2 separate regions of the Mus musculus genome follow, and region 2 is linked to region 1. Evidence: chromatin contacts called from public Hi-C data. All regions are on one chromosome and are shown on one strand. Each heading gives the region's core, a stretch centred on a gene start, on an enhancer-like site or on the middle of the called end of the contact. The rest is flanking DNA. Distances are from core to core; before and after follow the strand shown.

Region 1 (3,691 bases), core at 355-2,854:
ACCCTGCTGGCCTTACCTCACGGTTTCCACTACTATCTTCACCGCTTTGCTTTTCCGATCGTAAATTTTGCATCCTATAACTTTTTTTTTTTTTTTTTTTTTTTTTTTTGGTTTTTGAGACAGGGTTTCTCTGTATAGCCCTGGCTGTCCTGGAACTCATTCTGTAGACCAGGCTAGCCTTGAACTCAGAAATCCGCCTGCCTCTGCCTCCTGAGTGCTGGGATTAAAGGCGTGCGCCACCACGCCCGGCAACTTTTTTTTTTTTCTTTTTCTACTTAAAAAAAAAAATTCTTTTGAGCGTTGTTACGGGGTAGCTAGCACCAGGAACACCACCTTGGTTTTGCTCTATTTTAGAGAAAATTAGGAAGCAAGCGTTGATTACAGTTTGGCCAAACTTTTGCTCCTGTTTTGCTTTTCCTTGTATCTTATACATCTGAGTGTTTTGCCTACTGCATCTAAGTGCACCACGTGCATGCCCGGTGCCCACAAATGTCAGGAGAGGGCATCAGATCACCTGGAACTGGAGTCACCCAGTGCATGCTGGGAACTGACCCCGGGGCGGGGGGGGGGGGGGGGCTCCGGAGGGTGGTGGTGAGGGGGGGCTCTGTAACAACAGGAGGCGCTTTTTAACCATTGAGCCATCTCTCCAACCCCCCACTTATTCTTAACACATCTAGAAATCCTGTCAGCCTTCCCATTTCTATCAGCAAGCATGGTCTACAAAATCTGACTTTAAAAGAAATCATTCTTTTTTTTTTTTTTTTTGTAATGGGAAATATGACTGAATTTCGTAATGTTTCCCGATTGCACAAAAATATGAATATTTTCTACTTGGTACTTTCTAAGAACTTACGGTTTAAAACAGGAGAAGAAAGTATCTTTTCCTCCTACAGTTCTAAGTTGTTGGCTGAGGCCCTCAGAGCAAAAGACAGATGAAGAAAAGAAGAGCCCACACAGTTATTAATACTATTGTGCTGCCACAGGAGCCTTCATGAGGAATTGGTCCTGAGGCTGGCAGAAACAGTTAAATGATTATTTTCCTGCTCCGTTGAATGCAGAGTGAGATGTCCTGGACTGTGATCCTGCAAAGGGGACTTAAGGCCAGGGACAGTGGGCAAGAGGGGCCAGGAGACAGGGTCTGTTCTCATCCACCCTACCATGGTTTACACTGCCCCTACCTCACCACCACTACCTACACCTCCCCCTGCCCCACCACCACCTACACCTCCCCCTGCCCCACCACCACCTACACCTCCCCCTGCCCCACCACCACCTACACCTCCCCCTGCCCCACCACCACCTACACCTCCCCCTGCCCCACCACCACCTACACCTCCCCCTGCCCCACCACCACCTATACCTCCCCCTGCCCCACCACCAGCTACACCTCCCCCTGCCCCACCACCAGCTACACCTCCCCCTGCCCCACCACCACCTACACCTCCCCCTGCCCCACCACTGCCTACTCTGCCCTCCATCTTGAGGTAGATTGTTCCTTCTGTCACAGCGTAGGGTGACTTACACCAGGGTCTTAGGTAGTGCTCCCTAGGACAGTCCTTCCTGCATCTGCCTTTTCTCACAGGTCTTCAGTTTCACACAGGCCCAAGCCAAGGCACTGTCTCATGGGTGGAGTTTCCCAAACCACACTGCTTCGGCCTCACTGCTGTCTAATGTTACCCAGAGTGCTAACTTGGCTTTCACTGAATCTCCATAGTTCCAAATAAAATACACTAACTGATGTTCTCTCTGTTTCAGAGTGCTTTATGCGTTTAGCTTCTGTGGTTTCTAATACACCCAAGGTGGCAGCCAGTGTATGTTTTACATCTTGTCTTAGGCATTTTGAGACAAGGTATGTAGCTGGCTGTGGACCTCAGGTTAGTCTTTTTGTTTTTTGGTTTTTTAAAGAACTATTTATTTTATGTATAGGAGTTCATTGGTGCTGTCTTCAGACACACCAGAAGAGGGCATCAGATCCCATTACAGATGGTTGTGAGCCACCCTCTGTAATGTGGTTGCTGGGAATTGAACTCAGGACCTCTGGAAGAGCAGCCACTGCTCTTAACCTCTGAGTCATCTCTCCAGCCCACTTTAGGTTTAGTCTTAAGTGCGCGCTTTCTCCTGCTTCAGCCTCCTGATTACAGCTGTGCACCACCACACTCTTAGAGTGTCCTTTCTGTTGTATCATGCTCATCACTGACTGCACCACTGTTTTTAAATTAAATTATGTTTTATATGGTATCAGTACTCATCGCTGCTCTCTTTTTGCGATATCCTTTTGTTTTTCTTAGCCTTTAAAAAAGTCACTTTGATAAACTAAAATGATAATAATAAAGTCAGATATTGATGGCTTTTGCTACTTAATGCAGTATGTCGATCTCTGTTTCCCATCAGACAGACCTAGCCTATGCATAGCAGAGATGTTATTCTATCCCATCAGACACAGTTGCTCTTACTTTGTGTCTCTGTTTAGCTTTCCCGCTGGGTTGAGCTACATCCTCATTGCCTTGTCAGCTAGAAACCCTGTTCCTCGCTGACCACACCCTCCACTCCACTGGCAACCACAGATGGTTCTCTTCCCACAGTAGCTTCTGGACCACGATGTCAGTCCATTTTTTTTTCTTGCTATAACAAAAGATGTAAAGCTATGTGTTTTATAAAGAAAATAATTTTCTGGGGCTGGAAACATAGCCCACTGGTTAAGCTGCTCTTGTTGAAGACCCAAGTTCTGTTTCCAGTATCCATGGTAAGGGCCTCACAGTCACTGTAACTCAGCTCTCCAGGAATCCAGTGCCCTCTTCTGCCCTCTCTGGGCACTGGACACATGTGGCACACAGGCACACAAAGTAATGAAAGAAAGTTTAGTTGATTGAGTTTACAGGCTGAATCTAAAGGTTGGGCAGGTTCCTTGACCATTAGCTTTATCTGTGTAATGGCTATCAGACTATCAACCTCATATGTAATCAACATAAATAAGTTATGATTTGTCAGAAGCTGATGCTTGGTGAGCCTCCCAAATGACAGCCATTGTTGCTTGTAACACATACATACATATGTGCATACATACATACATACATACATGTGTGAGAGAGAGAAGAATATACTATGGCACTTGGGTTTCTTGTTGTTTAAGTTCTATTTTTGTGAATAAAAAATGTATGTATGTTTGTGTGCTATGCAAGCATGAGTAGTATGTATGTTCCCATGTGTATAGCACACATGTATACATGTATGTTTGGGTGGTGTGAAGGCATGAGTACAAGTGTGTATAGCACCCGACACGTATGTGTGGGTACCAGAAGTTGACACCCAGTGTCTCCCTTGATCTCTGTCCACTTTATCTACTGAGGCCTGATCTCTCCTCTGAACTAAGAGCTTGCCAGTTCAGATGGTCCCGCTACCCAGCTTGTCCCAGGGGGTCCCCTGTCTCTGCTTCTGGGGTTACACACTGGGATTACAAGTGGGCAACCACATACGACAGGCTTTTATGTAGGTTCTAGGCAGCTTGTCTCTTACTCTCATCATGCTTGGCAAGTGTTTTATCCATTGAACCATCTTGCTAAACCATTATAATGATTTTAAAACACCCGTGTAGAAGCCAAGCATGGTATATACCTGTAATCTAACACAATCAGAATTGGAGGCAGGAGAATGACTTTAAGGTCTTCTTTGTTTGTATGGTAAATTCAAAGCC
Region 2 (3,691 bases), core at 755-3,254, 250 kb after region 1:
TGAGTCCTTCACACCCACTTCATAGCCCCTCGTTCAACATGTAATAGGATCTTATACACGGCAGTCATGTGTTGTGCTGCAGAATGCCAGAAGGCGCTCAGGCCTTCTGAGCTCTGGTAAGCACCACCCAGCCTGCCTTTAGTCCCTTCCCTCTGATCCTTACTCTCTCTTACAATCGTGTGTGTGTGTGTGTGTGTGTGTGTGTGTGTGTGTGTGTGTGTAAGAGAACTCTGCAGCAAAGGGGCTACAATAATTTTTTTTTTTCAAAAAGTGTCCAGTAAAGGATACCGTAGACAGCAGCTAGGTGTTCCAGGAATCCCAACTCTTGGGAGGCTGAGTCAAGAGGAGAGAGAGTTCAAGGCCAAGCTGGGCTGCACAAATCCTGCCTCAAACAAAACAAAGCGAAAGTAACTAAAATCAAATCAAAAACTAGAAAGGAGAAGAGGAGGAAGAGGAAGAAGAAGGAGATGAGGACATATAAACTGGCAAAGGCTTGGGAAGTGTCACGGCTCTGGCAAAGCATGAGAAAAGTCCTGAGCAAATCCTGAGAGAACCCAGAAATTTGTGGATGGCTGCATGCCGCACGAGATCTTTGTCATACAATAATCTGACGAAGGTCTAGTGTTGTCAAACACTCAGCAACGTTTCCAGCTGGTGGAACATAAACTCTGGGACTTCCTTTAAAATAACCCAGGAAAAAGGAAGTAGAGAAGAAAGCGGAGGGACCCGGGACACTAACTCTCGCAGCTGGGTAGCAGAAGTGTGGATGAAGGCTTGGGGGAGCTCCCTTAATGTGTGCTCAAAAGTCTCTTCGCAGGAAAGTGTAAACAAAACACTGTTACTTTGTAACGATTTTGTGGGACACAGGTGTATTGATCCTAGCTTACTTTCAACTTTATGGAAAGAGTTGTAAACATTCTAGAAGAGGAAGCACGCTCACCTAATTGTCCCTAGTGCGAGCATTAAGTGAGAATGGCATTCATGGGAGGCTCCAGGGCATGCGCAGGGGTCACCAGAGTCCCTTCGTCCTGGCATTGCAGGCTTACCAGAAGAGCACAGAATGGTGCTCTCCAGAACAGCTCAGCTTTAGCGGCAGAAACCTTGGCCTGGAAGTGCAGCTGTGGAGGACTTGCCAAGGGGGCATGCATCTCTGAGCTCCACCTGCAGCACCCGGCATGACAAGCAAACGGCACCAACAAAGGTTTAACCACAGGGACACAATTCTCTGAGAAGTCTGCAGGCTTAGGCTTGGAACAACTCAAAAGCCCCAAGAAGGCTCTGCACGTTTACCAATGGGAATAGTTGTGACTATCTTGTGTCAACACAGAACTTCGGTTTTCTGGTCATAGAAAAGGACTTAAGGGCTGGAGAGATGGCTCAGCGGTTAAGAGCACTGACTGCTCTTCCAGAGGTCCTGAGTTCAATTCCCAGGAACCACATGGTGGCTCACAACCATCTGTAATGGAATCCGATGCCCTCTTCTGTTGTATCTGAAGACATTGACAATGGACTCACACATACAAAATAAACAAATCTAAAAAAAGAAAAAACAAAAGGACTTAAAAATTCGAAGTTCATTCAGATTTCATAATTGTTACAGAGTTTAACTGTTACCTGCAGATACTGTATTCAGAATGTCATGTGTGGTCTCATCTTCCAATTCCTTTATCCCCTATTCATTTATTTAAAAAGCCAATGAGTACTTACACTGAGATGAACATCATTCAAGACTCGCGGGACATAGTAATGAGAGACTCAGATATTAATTGGTCAAATAAATGCATCATTATAAACAAGCCTGAGGACTATACCCGCTCTGGAGATGAGTCTGGAAAGCTGTCTAGAGAAGGAAACCTGACAGGTGAGCCACACAGAACAGATGGGAGCAAACCAGGCAAAGGGAGCGGGGCGGGGCAGAAAGAACATCTTAGAAGGAACTGCCTAAGTAAACACCTCAGCACTTGAAGGATGTGGTTCTGGGGCATTCCCCTGAGTACTGTTACCATAGCTACAGCTCCCATCACAGGACAAAGCATGGCCCTTTTACCTCTGAGCCTTGAGAATATGCTCTGGGGTCATTCATTCTTTAAAAAACAGCCAAGGCTTTTCCCAGGGTCTAAGCAAGAGAGGGTTGTGCTAGGCTTGGATTTTCACTGCCATAGACCACCTGAGCTTTCAAAGTGGATCCCAATTGGCAAAGGCCATCAACAGCCAGTGGTTGCCTGGGCTGGAGAGGGTGTGCAGAGAGGAAACCATGTATTAGGTATGAGTGCTTAGGAGGTGGAACCCGCAGGATTTATTGATGGACCAGACCTTGGCACCAGGACAGAAGAGGGGCCAAGCTCCCTACTTTGAGATGGGCTGGACGTTTCCTACCATCCAGGTTTAAGTTTCCAGGTAACTTTCCTACCTGGCCAACAGCAAAGAGGCAGTTTGCATGGCAGGCCCCGGTTCAGATTTCAGACATGCTAAGCTCAGCATGCTTTAACATTTCCCAATAAATTCAATAAGTCTCTACTAATGAATGAATACATTAAGCCAGTGCTGGAGGGGTGAGAAATCTAATGCCCAGGTTTCTTATACGTTGGGGGTGGTGGATTCTCCAGTGAATACACTGAAAGCTACACACTCCCATTCGCACATAAGCACGGCTTTGTATATAGCTCCAGATTGATCCACAGAGCCCCCAGGGATATTGAAATTCAGGCGAAGAAGACCTTCTGGCGCCTTTCATCAGAGCGATGAAACCTTCTTTGTTTGGAACTTTATAGCTGTCCTGGAAAATGCAGAAGGCAGACAGACACTTTGAGTGCTTTTAGTCACCTTGCTTGCTTCCATGTATTCTGCTACATCTTAAATCTGAGAAATTAAGGGGTGAGGAGTCTTCTCTTGCTCTTTTATCAAATATCTCAGTGACCAAAGGCTCGGCAAGGTAAGATAGTCTCCTTTTCATTCCAGCCTCCTCTGCACTGCCATGATCCAGGAGAAAAGAATGTTCTAGAGTGGGTGGGGAGATTTAGTTGACTAGCTGTGCAGTCTTGGGCAGGCTACTTGTCATTCCTGCACTTAGTGAGAGACATGTATCTTCAGGTTCACTGTCAACTTTGAAAGGTTCCCTGGATATCCCTCTGTGGGCTAGCCTGAGATCATGTTTTCACCAAGAGCTCACTTTCATGTTGACTCTCAGATTTAGAGAATACTTGGGTCTTGTATGCGTCAGGAGCTGGCCAGTCTTCCGAATCGACGGAGGGAGCTTGTGTCAGTCAGTGTTCTAGTGCTGTGAAGAGATGCCATGATCACAGCAGGTCTTAGAAAGAAAGCATTTAATTGGGGCTGGCTGGCTTACAGAGGTTTAGTCCGTTATCCTCATGGCAGGGAACATGGTAACAGGCAGGCAGGCGTGGTGCAGGGGGAGGAGTTGAGAGCTCTACATCCTGATCTACAGGCAGCAGGGAGAGAGGGGAACACTGGACAGGGCATGGGCTTTTGAAACCTCAAAACCCACCTCAACAATCCATTCTCTTCGAAAAGCTCACACCTCCTAATTCTTTCAATTTGTGTCACTCCCTGGTGGCCCAGCATTCAACTAAGTGGGGACATTCTCACTCAAACCCCCACAGGGCTCCACTTGCTCAGTTTCCCAACTGCAGGGCCTTGAGCGCTTTAAATGGTCTGAGCTTGTGGGAGAGGA

What was found. A called contact is a pair of places that touch in the nucleus more often than the background predicts.
Region 2: a contact with region 1 is called in a Hi-C map of CD8 T cells, with 3 times the contacts expected there. The contact joins two enhancer-like sites. A contact is called at or near these places in 6 of 15 datasets of contacts at CTCF or cohesin (the NIH/3T3 cell line, embryonic stem cells, large pre-B cells and 1 more), 51 of 484 Hi-C or Micro-C datasets (the 63-12 cell line, the AtT-20 cell line, B cells and 26 more), 22 of 115 datasets of contacts at active chromatin or transcription factors (CD8 T cells, the NIH/3T3 cell line, acute myeloid leukemia and 12 more) and 1 of 9 other capture datasets (embryonic stem cells).

What each region holds. Positions count from the first base shown.
Region 1 is chr15:97,327,862-97,331,552 of GRCm38.p6, forward strand. The region is part of intron 3 of Pced1b (PC-esterase domain containing 1B); the gene reads left to right. Among named protein-coding and RNA genes, the nearest start is that of Gm33325, 28 kb to the right of the region's middle. Within about 2 kb of position 1,605, at least 5 of the 459 cell types and tissues checked have an H3K27ac peak or open chromatin away from gene starts, as enhancers often do. A contact at or near this core is called in CD8 T cells, where this site is marked.
Region 2 is chr15:97,576,262-97,579,952 of GRCm38.p6, forward strand. No RefSeq gene overlaps it. Among named protein-coding and RNA genes, the nearest start is that of Gm41394, 42 kb to the right of the region's middle. Within about 2 kb of position 2,005, at least 21 of the 459 cell types and tissues checked have an H3K27ac peak or open chromatin away from gene starts, as enhancers often do. A contact at or near this core is called in CD8 T cells, where this site is marked.